3 separate regions of the Pan troglodytes genome follow, and regions 1 and 2 are each linked to region 3. Evidence: chromatin contacts called from public HiChIP or PLAC-seq data. All regions are on one chromosome and are shown on one strand. The core of a region is the stretch at or near the end of the contact, and the rest is flanking DNA. Distances in the headings are between cores, read along the strand shown. Region 1 holds the start of WBP1 (WW domain binding protein 1). Region 2 holds the start of DCTN1 (dynactin subunit 1). Region 3 holds the start of STAMBP (STAM binding protein).

The links. HiChIP or PLAC-seq counts read pairs in DNA pulled down with a chosen protein or histone mark.
Region 1: a contact with region 3 is called in an H3K4me3 HiChIP or PLAC-seq map of stem cell-derived excitatory neurons, with 4 times the contacts expected there. The contact joins the promoter of WBP1 here to the promoter of STAMBP in region 3. A contact is called at or near these places in 1 of 7 Hi-C or Micro-C datasets (stem cell-derived neural progenitor cells) and 1 of 1 datasets of contacts at active chromatin or transcription factors (stem cell-derived excitatory neurons).
Region 2: a contact with region 3 is called in an H3K4me3 HiChIP or PLAC-seq map of stem cell-derived excitatory neurons, with 2.2 times the contacts expected there. The contact joins the promoter of DCTN1 here to the promoter of STAMBP in region 3. A contact is called at or near these places in 1 of 7 Hi-C or Micro-C datasets (stem cell-derived neural progenitor cells) and 1 of 1 datasets of contacts at active chromatin or transcription factors (stem cell-derived excitatory neurons).

Annotation. Positions count from the first base shown.
Region 1 is chr12:48,294,264-48,298,083 of NHGRI_mPanTro3-v2.0_pri, reverse strand. WBP1 (WW domain binding protein 1) reads left to right here and starts at 1,288. Exons shown (of 4, transcript XM_001159082.8): 1 at 1,288-1,671; 2 at 2,643-2,745; 3 at 2,873-3,049; 4 at 3,221-3,820. The coding sequence starts at 1,603. The coding sequence ends at 3,681. INO80B (INO80 complex subunit B) reads left to right here. Exons shown (of 5, transcript XM_001158449.7): 5 at 327-937. The coding sequence ends at 857.
Region 2 is chr12:48,363,345-48,366,681 of NHGRI_mPanTro3-v2.0_pri, reverse strand. DCTN1 (dynactin subunit 1) reads right to left here and starts at 1,589. Exons shown (of 28, transcript XM_515556.8): 1 at 1,297-1,589.
Region 3 is chr12:48,925,897-48,929,459 of NHGRI_mPanTro3-v2.0_pri, reverse strand. It overlaps STAMBP (STAM binding protein), which reads left to right and starts at 2,094. Exons shown (of 12, transcript XR_010149362.1): 1 at 2,094-2,174. It overlaps LOC134807886 (a long non-coding RNA gene), which reads right to left and starts at 2,703. Exons shown (of 2, transcript XR_010149363.1): 1 at 1,935-2,703.

The DNA.
Region 1 (3,820 bases), core at 39-2,538, 630 kb after region 3:
TTAAAAATAACAACAGACCTCTGGGAAAGCTGGTACAGTTTTGGTGCACAGGTCAGGCAGGTAACATTACTGATGCTTCTCCCCTTGAGAGTTAAGGACCTAAAGCTAAATGTCAGGAGATCTGGGAGGAGGCAGTATTTATGAAGAGGAACCTATGGAAGGTGTCCTGGAGAGGGTGCTAATTAATTAATATCCCGCCTCCGAAGGCCTGCGCTGCTCAAGACCCTGCCTTCCATGTCCCTTCTTTCCCCTTCCCCGATCTGGCCGACCTCGCCTCTCCATCTTCCTCCATTTTCAGACAGCACCCCGTCTCTGTCTCTCCCTAGCGAGCTCTGCTCCAGAAGGCGCGGAGTCAACCTTCCCCTATGCTGCCGCTGCCTGTGGCTGAGGGCTGCCCACCTCCCGCCCTCACAGAGGAGATGCTGCTGAAGCGCGAGGAGCGGGCGCGGAAGCGGCGGCTCCAGGCGGCGCGGCGGGCAGAAGAGCACAAGAACCAGACTATCGAGCGCCTCACCAAGACTGCGGCGACCAGTGGGCGGGGAGGCCGGGGAGGCGCACGGGGCGAGCGGCGGGGAGGGCGGGCTGCGGCTCCGGCCCCCATGGTGCGCTACTGCAGCGGAGCACAGGGTTCCACCCTTTCCTTCCCACCTGGCGTCCCCGCCCCCACGGCAGTGTCTCAGCGGCCATCCCCCTCAGGCCCGCCGCCGCGCTGCTCTGTCCCCGGCTGTCCCCATCCGCGCCGCTACGCTTGCTCCCGCACAGGCCAGGCACTCTGCAGTCTTCAGTGCTACCGCATCAACCTGCAGATGCGGCTGGGCGGGCCCGAGGGCCCTGGATCCCCCCTTTTGGCTACGTAAGGCCCTTAACCCGGACTCTGCGCCCTGTCCCATGCCCGCTCTTGAGTGTCTTCCCCACCCTATTAAATTACATCCGGTGCTTCGGCTTGTACAGAACTGGGGGAGTGGGATGTTGTGGGCAGACCAGTCTCCGGTATACAGGTATTTTGCCCGTGTCGGAGCTTGCGTCGATGCCTGGGGCTTGGAAACCACCGCAAAAAACCAGGCTGGTTTGCGCCCGGAGTCGGACCGACTTTTGGGACCCCGCCTCTTCCAGCCGGGATTACCTGGCGTGCTTCGGCGTTTGGCGTCATTCCGAAAACATACCGCAAGCCAATCAGCGGCAACCTTGCTATTCGGGGCGGCTGTTCGTTGGTTGATATGCCAGAGCCTGTTCTGTTGTCTGTATTGGCTATTGCCGCTGTCAGTCAGGGCCGTGGGTCGAACCTTCACCTACTCTTTGTCTGTACAAGCTCTTGTTGTCTGGGAGAGCGGCGGAGGCGCTGCTGTGGATTGGTCACAGGGAGAAACCTCTGATCTGTTCCTATTGGCCCGTCCGTCAAGGGACGATGATGATTGGTAGGGCAGAGCAATCTGAGTCCTAGTTGGTGGAGTTCTGCCCGGATGGAAGCTCCGGCCGCGGAGTGATGGTGGCCTCAGCGAAGATGGGCCGGGCAGGGACCATGGCGGTGGCAGCAGAGGTGGCAGGGGCGGGGCGGCTGGCGGTAGAGGAGGCTGTGGTCCTCAGGGGGCTGTAGGTGGAGGTATGGCTCGGGCCAGCAGCGGGAACGGCAGCGAGGAGGCCTGGGGGGCACTTCGGGCGCCGCAACAGCAGGTATCCCAATAGCTCCAAAACCTATCACGACAGCCATTTGTCTCTTTCCCCTTTCCTTGTCCCTTCTTTTTGGGGGTGGGGGAGGAACTCACGGAGCCACAGGTACTGTGAAGTTCCTAAACATGTCTCTTCCACTCTTTGTCTAAACTTTGTAACGTAGATGCAGCTGACTTTGCCTGTAGCCTCATAGACCCCATCCCATGGCTGCAGTGGAAGCTTGCGGTGGCTCTCCAGTGACCAGAGGCATAGTGAGGTCCCAGGGAGGCTCCCTCTGTCTTGCAACAGTTATTTGTGATCTTTTTCTATGTGCCTATTGTCACAACAGAGTCCGGCAGCGTCTTCTCTTGAGGGAGCAATTTGGAGAAGAGCTGGAACCCAGACTCGCGCCCTGGATGCCATCCTTTATCATCCACAGCAATCCCATCTGGTTGGGAGCACTGCTCTGGGTCTCACACTGCCCCTCCTCTATCCTAGGGGGCCTGAGGCCCAGGGGTGGAAAGATCCAGTTGCGGGTGGGGGGTAGTGAACCGTGCAGGATAATGAAAGCAACTTGCTTTGGAAATGACCTACCGCTACCCATTGTCTGAGACTGAGATTATCTCAGACTGTCTTCTGGCTTCTGCCAAAACACTCCCTTAACAGAAAGCACCGAGGGGATGGGGGTAGGGGGGTTGGGGAGGGTGAGGCTTGAGTGTGAAGGAAGTCTCATATATGCAGAGCTGAAATCTCCCTCTTTGTATGTCCACACTTTTGTCTTGTTCTCTAGACTGATTCTTGCTATTCCAAATCCTCTTCCACGTTGACAGCCCTTCAGATATTTCAACACTCCTCTCAGCATCCTCCACTTCCCCCATCTCTCCAAGCTGAACTTGGTTCACAGGGTGGGATTGTGTATGTGCATGCAGGAGGTGGGGGTGGACAGTGCCCTGGGCTGGAATCCCCCTTAGTTCTAAGTGCCTCCTTGCCCGCAGCTTCGAGAGCTGTGCCCAGGAGTGAACAACCAGCCCTATCTCTGTGAGAGTGGTCACTGCTGCGGGGAGACTGGCTGCTGCACCTACTACTATGAGCTCTGGTGTAAGTCTCCAAGAGGGCTATTTCCAGGTCCCTGTGTCCACCCTCCCTTGGACCTTAGAATTTCGGCCTTCAGGGCCCCTTCTCTGCATGAAAGATGCCTGAGTTACTCCCTCCTTGCCTCTTGCAGGGTTCTGGCTGCTCTGGACTGTCCTCATCCTCTTTAGCTGCTGTTGCGCCTTCCGCCACCGACGAGCTAAACTCAGGCTGCAACAACAGCAGCGGCAGCGTGAAATCAACTTGTTGGCCTATCATGGGGCATGCCATGGGGCTGGTCCTTTCCCTACCGGTTCACTGCTTGACCTTCGTGAGTGACTTGATGCCCTGGGTCAGCTACCAGTGGCCTTCCCCAAACCAGAACCCCAAATCGTCTCACATTCCCTTTTCCACACATTTCAAAGTATTTTTCCCTAATATAAAAACTAGCACCCTATACCTGGTTGTCTTCAACCAATCATGCCAATTTTCTCCCCTGCAGGCCTCCTCAGCACCTTCAAGCCCCCAGCCTATGAGGATGTGGTTCACCGCCCAGGCACACCACCCCCGCCTTATACTGTGGCCCCAGGCCGCCCCTTGACTGCTTCCAGTGAACAATCCTGCTGTTCCTCCTCATCCAGCTGCCCTGCCCACTTTGAAGGAACAAATGTGGAAGGTGTTTCCTCCCACCAGAGTGCCCCCCATCATCAGGATGGTGAGCCTGGGGCAGGGGTGACCCCTGCCCCCACACCCCCCTCCTGCCGCTATCGCCGTTTAACTGGCGACTCCGGTATTGAGCTCTGCCCTTGTCCTGCCTCCGGTGAGGGTGAGCCAGTCAAGGAGGTGAGGGTTAGTGCCACCCTGCCAGATCTGGAGGACTACTCCCCGTGTGCACTGCCCCCAGATTCTGTACCGCAGATCTTTCCCATGGGGCTGTCTTCCAGTGAAGGAGACATCCCATAAGTAGTTTTGAGAGGGTGGATGGGTTACTTGCCCACCAGAAACAGTCCTAGTCCCAACTCCTTGCATTCCTTTTGGCCCCTCCCTGCCTACCTAGAATCTGCCTGAAAGGGCTGGAGCCCTGAGGAGAGGGGCAGTATTG
Region 2 (3,337 bases), core at 340-2,839, 560 kb after region 3:
TAACTCGACTAGACTCACAGAATTTTAAATCTGAAAGAAATATTTGAGATCTTGTAGTCCAGACTCCTACCTTATAGGCCTGGACAGATAAAGTGACTCTCTCAAGGCAGCACATCTGTTCTGGAAAACATGGTCTCTAACTTTCAATCCAGTGATCTATACTTTTGCTACTCAGATTGTGTTCCATGGGCCAGCAGCATTAGCATCACCTGGGAACTTGTTAGAAATGCAGAACCAATCAGAATCTGTACTGTAACGAGATCGCATTACATGTGCACGCCATTAAAACTCAAAACGCACTGACCCATACTGCCCCTTCTAAATCCTGAATTTCTAATTCTGGAACTCCAATTCCCAAAAGGTTCCACATGTTAGCCAGAGGCATCACCCAAGAATAACAGTATATCCTAGTAAAATTTTCAAAATTCTACATACCATACCCCCAGTTGGAGATTCATGGTAAATATTATTAGCATATTAAAGGCTCTGCAATATTCTGTAGTAAAGTTTAACCACGAATTTTCGAACAGCTTTTGAAAACAAAATGCCTTTTTTAAAAAGAAAGTTATCATTATCTCTTTTAACATCTCATAGCTTAGGCTTTGGCAGTACATTAAGTAAAGGATGTCAATCTCTACCTCCTAGCTCTTCGCCTCTCGGTACCTTAAGTATACCTGAGTAGCCAGTGGTCAACATGGGTTTGCTGCTCTCCTCACTGCAATAAATGACGGTAAGTTTTCAAATCCCTGCCTCTAAAACAGCAGAGATCCTTATCTGTGTGATTTAGCTGTGGTTCTGTCTAAAGACAAGGGATGCGCAAGATGACCTCAAGGATCATCTTGCCAGCTAAGGCGGACCCCAGGAGTAGGATCACACACACAAGTCATATCCAGACTCCCATGCTGTGAGTCCTTTACGATTTTTCTCCCCGTTTGACACGAATTTCTCAACCATGTGCCCACAGGAAACCTGTAGCTCAGTATGGATTCAGGGGCGCCTCAGACGCTCGCAGGAACGGAGGGGAGACCCTTGCAGTTCTGGAGGAACTCTAAGGCGCAGTCACTCTGATCCCAGGAGAACACTGCTAGGCTGAAGAGCTGAGGTGGGTCAGACCGGCCTCGGGGCAAACGCTCAGGCGGAGCCCCCGGACCCTGGCAAGCGCCCACCCCTGCTCCAGCCCATCCCTGCCAGTCCCCGCCCCGCACACCGGGCTCGGTCCCCAGCCCACCGCCGGCAACCTCACGAACACGTAGGGGGCCGGCGGAGCAGACGGTTGGCAGAGTCGCGCCTCCGTACCTGCACTGTCAGGGGCTCCGCGCCCAGCTCCGACCCCACCGACGACCGACGCCCAAGACCCTGCGGGCCGGCCCCGCCCTCCCCGCCCTCGTGGGCTGCCCGACTCGCCGCCAGACCCTTCCAGGACCGCCCAGAACCCTTCGGCCCAGAGGCCCAGAGGCGTTCTAGGTCGAGTGAACCCTCTTTTCCCACAGTCCAGCCCTGACTGAAAACTGCGCACCGACCGCAGCCGGGATTACATCAATCAGGCACAAAGCTGGACACCTGGGACAGGATAAGCGCACGCGCACTGTGCCTGGGAAGCCGATTAGGACCATAAGAAATCGGCGTGTCGTGGCGAGCGCCCTCTTTCGGCGGAGGGGAGAAAGCGCAGAAGGGCTGGAGGACTCATTTGCAAGTGTTAAACTGCTAATTAAAACAATAGCGATAAACCATATCTCCTCCATTAGCCTGGGGGAGAAAATTAAATGTTGCTGCTACTCAGTGTTACCTGTCATATGGGGATACAGGCATTCTCATGCGCTTATGATGGGAATGTAAAATACAAATTTACATAATGGCATTTTAAAATTTTAGACATAGGTTCAAATTCTTTTTTTTCTTTTTTTAAGACAAGGTCTCGCTCTGTTGTCTAGACTGGAGTGCGGTAGCACGCACAATCATGGCTCATTGCGGCCTTGACTTCTCAGGCTCAGGCCATCCTCCCACCTCTCAGCCTCCGTAGTAGCTGGGTCTGCAGGCGCGCACCACCATGCCCTTTTAATTTCCGTTTTTTTTTTTTTGTTTTTTTTTTTTGTAAAGACGGGGTTTCACAATGTTGCCCAGGCTGGTCTCGAACCCCTGGGCTCAAGCGATCCAATCGCTTCGGCCTCCCAAAGTGCTGGAATTACAGACATGAGCCACCGCACCCGCCTGGGTTCAAATTCTAACTGCAATTTACTAGCCGTGTGAAATCTAGAGTTAGTTATTTACCTTACCCTCTCTGTGCCTCTGTTTTCTTATTTGTTAAAGTGAGAATGTTAATGATGGTACCTATCTCATTATGTTGTTAGAAGGATTAAGTTAATCCATGTAAAGAGCTGGAAATATAACTATTGTAATGTTATATTTATTTCAGTTAATCTCAGATTTAAAACAAACTGAAAAATTCATAAAGTTGCTGTAAGGGGCAGTAAGCAGTAGAAGGGATGCATTGAGTATCCCCTTTATTACTCCCCCCTTTTCCCTATTTCACCTTCTAAATATTTATAATTATTATTTTGAATAGATAATACGTTTACATGGCTCAAAAATCAGAACACTATTTTAGAATATACACAGAGAAACCTCCCTTCAACCCTGGTTCCCATCGACTCCATCCCCCTTGCCTGCTACAGATAATGCTTGTTATTAGTGTCTTGTTTATCTTTTCAGTGTTTTGTGCAAATATAAGCTCATATGAATATATAGTCTTACTCCTCCCGTTTCTTATGCCAAATGTAGCATGCCAGATACACTTGGCATAAGTTCTGTTTACTTAATCTATTCTGAAAATCTTTGTAAATCAATAAATTAGAGATCTTCCTCATTTTTCAGCTGCTTAGTACTCTATTGCATGGATACACATAATTTATTAACCAGTTTCTTCTAGTTACATACTTTATTTCCAGTCTTTTAGTATTACAATGTTGCAATGAATCACTTTGAACATAATGACATTCCAGTGTGAGCAGGCATATCTCTAGGATACATCTTGGTCAAATAATAAATGTATCTATAATTTTAGTAGAAATGTCTTCCATCTCCTTCAATTAAAGAAAAATAAAAAGTAAATATAAAGACTTTAAAAGATACTGCATATACATATTTTTAATTGTCGTAAAGCATACATAACATGAAATTTACCATTTTAACCATGTTTAAGTTCAGTGGCACTCAGAACATTCACATTGTTGTGCAATCATCACCACTATCCATCTCCATAACTTTTTCACCTTTCTGTACCAAAAACAAACATGTAAGCAAACAAAACCCTCTGTGATGATCTGACAAAAAAACTAAA
Region 3 (3,563 bases), core at 845-3,344:
ATACCTTCCACGCTTAGCCTCCAATCTTTAGGGCAGGGGTAGATAGGATATTCTCATCAGTTATGCCAAGAATCTTTTATAGCTTTGATTTCCTGATTGTGTATACAAAATTGTTTAGTTTTTAAACTTTTCCAGTTAAACAAGAAATGAGGAATGTAAAATTTTTACCTTGGCCAAGATTTTCTTATTTCAGGTCCCTAGAAAGCTGAGTATTGAACTTTGCCCCAGATATCAAAAACTCTGGTCAACATTTACAAATTCTCTCCCTAAAAAGACTAGATCCTGCTTCCTATATTCACTTAGCCATTACCTTAAGAACTGCTAGCAACTGGGCATATTAACTTTCTAATATCAGGAACAGCCTCTATGTGGCGCTAGCTATGTTTACGACTATGCACACCCCTTATATGTGTGTCTCAGTTATAGCTTCTTAAAGTCTTCTCATCATAATCTTAAAATCTAGGATGTTTGTAAATTTTCTTTACTTGTTAAGCTAAACATTATAAAAAAAAGAACTACTTTAGAGATTGTGCTGAATGGGAGCAGATGCCCCTGTTCCCTACCCCACCAGCTGTACTTCTACCTGTGCTTCCACCATTAGAGTATCCACCTGCTGGGTTTGTTTGCTGATGTATCCCTAACACCTAGAACAGAACCTGGCACATAGTAGACACTCAGTAAACATTTACTGAGTGAGAGGTTGAATGGATCAGATTTTGACCTGTGTTGCCTCCTGCCAGGACCCCATCTGCACTATATGCCCACCCAATGACCAGCATCTCCAGTGCATCAATTTCTTTAGGCCCAACCCATCATGTTTACATTCTGAAGAGAGTCAGTAGAGAGAGTTTTGAAGATACAGTAGAGTGCCCTATACAATTATCTTCCCAGATTTATCTGCAGTAGATCCATGAGAGTTGATAGTAGACCCATGCACATTAATGCTTGCTGGGGGCAGAAGGGGAGGTGATATGATGCAAGCAAGTACTTTCAACCCTAAGTCTGAAAAGTTGATGACTACACAAAATCACTTCAGGTAACTCCAACAGAAATATACACAACGGAGGTTGGGAGAAATGAGAGATCTGGAGGCTGGCTAGGTGGAGGAGGCAACACCTGAATTAGGGACTTAAGCTAGACCTTGAAGAATAGGTCATGCCATCACACTAACAAACTCACAGGGAGGCTCCCAAATTTTGGGAAAGTGTCCCCCAGAGACTTAGACTTTTAAACCAAAGCCTAATGTTTCACAAAGTCTTCTGAGACAGAATGACTAGCAAGCTTGTAGGACCTTTTTGTAAAGAGGATGTATATGGATTCGTACAGACACACATCTACATGCAGAACGTGACATTCTGTATTTGATGCATAAAACCACCTTGTCCCGGTCTCAGGGCAGGAACAGTGTCATACAGATTTTTGTGTCTCCACTGCTTTTGCATAGCAGCTCTTAGAGATTAAACGCTTTTTTTCCAAATATTTTATAGGTTTTTTGACATTAAAACGTTAGTCTCATCTGGGTGCGGTGGCACACGCCAGTAATCCCAGTACTTTGGGAGGCAGAGGCAGGAAGATCGCTTGAGCCCAGAAGTTGGAGACCACAGTGAGCTATGATCACACCACTGCACTCCTGTGACAGCCTGGGTGACACCGCAAGACCCTGTCTTAAAAAAAAAAAGTTAGACTTATGTTCTTTTCTAAGCAATAAAATTAGTCTTAGATATTGCCTAATATCTAAGACTACCAATTTTTGTGTAGAATGTAATACAAGCTAAAAAATACATTCGAAAGACTTTCTGTCCCCCAATTTATAAATCCTGGTTAGTTTAGCTAAGTCTGCAGTTGTGCTGGGATCAGCAATCCCTCCTTAAATGCAGGAGTATTGTGAGTGTGATGAGGGACTACCCCAAATCAAAATAATTTTAAAAGCAAACCTTAGCTTGCGAATTGGTTCCACTTTCTTCCTTGTTCCTTTTCCTTTACCAAGATGGCCGCTGTGTCGTTCGCTCCTCATTGGTCGGATTTTCCGCAGGTGCCGATTCTAGCCCCACCTACTAGCTCTCCGTTCCAAGTCCTAAATCATTGGGAATGTAATAGACAGACGAACGGGAGTGGGCGGAGCGGGCGCCGGATGTGACGTTTCCGGAACCTCCGGGTGTCATCCGCGGGGAAAGGTGGGGAAGGGTCCCGGGAACGTGGTGGGGCAGGGCCTCCGAGCGTGGTTGGACTTTGAAGGGGATCGGCCGCCGTGAGTGTGGGGCCTGCAGCCTACTCTCCCCGAGTCCCCTGCCCGGCCTGCCTCGCTCGAGGCACCCGACGGCTTCGGTCTCCGCGGGCTGGCGCCTGACCAGCCAGGCCCAGCGCTTCCCCGCCTACTGCATTTGAAAGATCCCGAAAACCCTGGATGATTGTGCCTGGGGTTGGCAAGTTGGTCTTGAGTGCCTTCAAGAAGGGTTCCTCAAGCAGTTGTCGATAGAGCCCTCCCTACTGTATACGACCCCTCCGCTCATTCCTGCTACTTCCTTTCTCCTCCTCGTATTTCCCCCTCGGTCCTTTACGCCGCCTTTCCCCCTCATTTGCAGATGCTGCATCCCCTTTTTGGAATTGCTCAACCGGGTGGTAACCGGCGCCGCTTCCTGGCCTTGGGAAGTGGTTCCTTTCTTAACCCACAAGAACCTCTCCCATGAGGTACTGAGATACAACAAGCATCCTCTGTTTCAGTTAACTTTCATGGGCCGTGGACTAGGTTTACTAATTACTTGGGGAGGTTTTAGATATGCTTGCGGCTTTCTGAGTCCCTAAGGAGGCCTCGTGAGAGATGGACTATCTCTGCATCCCTAGTAGTCCTCACGGCTTTTGTGCTATTAGTGAGGGTGTTTTAGAGGGGAAGGTTTGTGGAGGAATTGTGACCCGAATATTGAAGAGACCTAAAGATGGAATTGGCTGAGAGAAGACTACCCCTGAGGGAAGAGTTGTAGTAGAAAAGAAAAACTGGATAGATAAATGAAACTGAAATGTGAGGATGCCTGGGCGGATTGGAATCCTGACTGAAGCAAAAGATCTCTGTTGGGGAGGGCCAGTTGCCACAGGGCCTTGAATTCCAAGATTTATTCTACTGTAGTTTGTGTATTCTAGAGCATACTGATTAGGGTTTGCTGTAATGCAATGTGTATCAAATGCCCAGATTTATTTTGGAGATGATAGTGGTGATATCTGGTTGGAATTTGGAATCTGATTCTAATAGCAACTATATCTAGAAAGACTAGAATTACTGGAGTTTTGGGACACCAGGGGTTTTTGCAATGCAAGTTACCATCGTGCCTTTTTGTTATTCAGTGTTTAGTCAATGAAGATGAGTAAATGGTTGTTTTCAAGATTTAAGTCCCTTGCCATGATAATGATGAATGAATGATTTTATAGATTGACTATAGTGGTTTAGTGAGCAGAGTTACAATTATGAGCATTAATTCCCAGACCAGTTCCCCTAATTCACCTTGTGCTCAAATATGAAAAAGGACACCACAGAAAATGTCAGTTACTCTCAGATTAAGTAAAAATGGTCA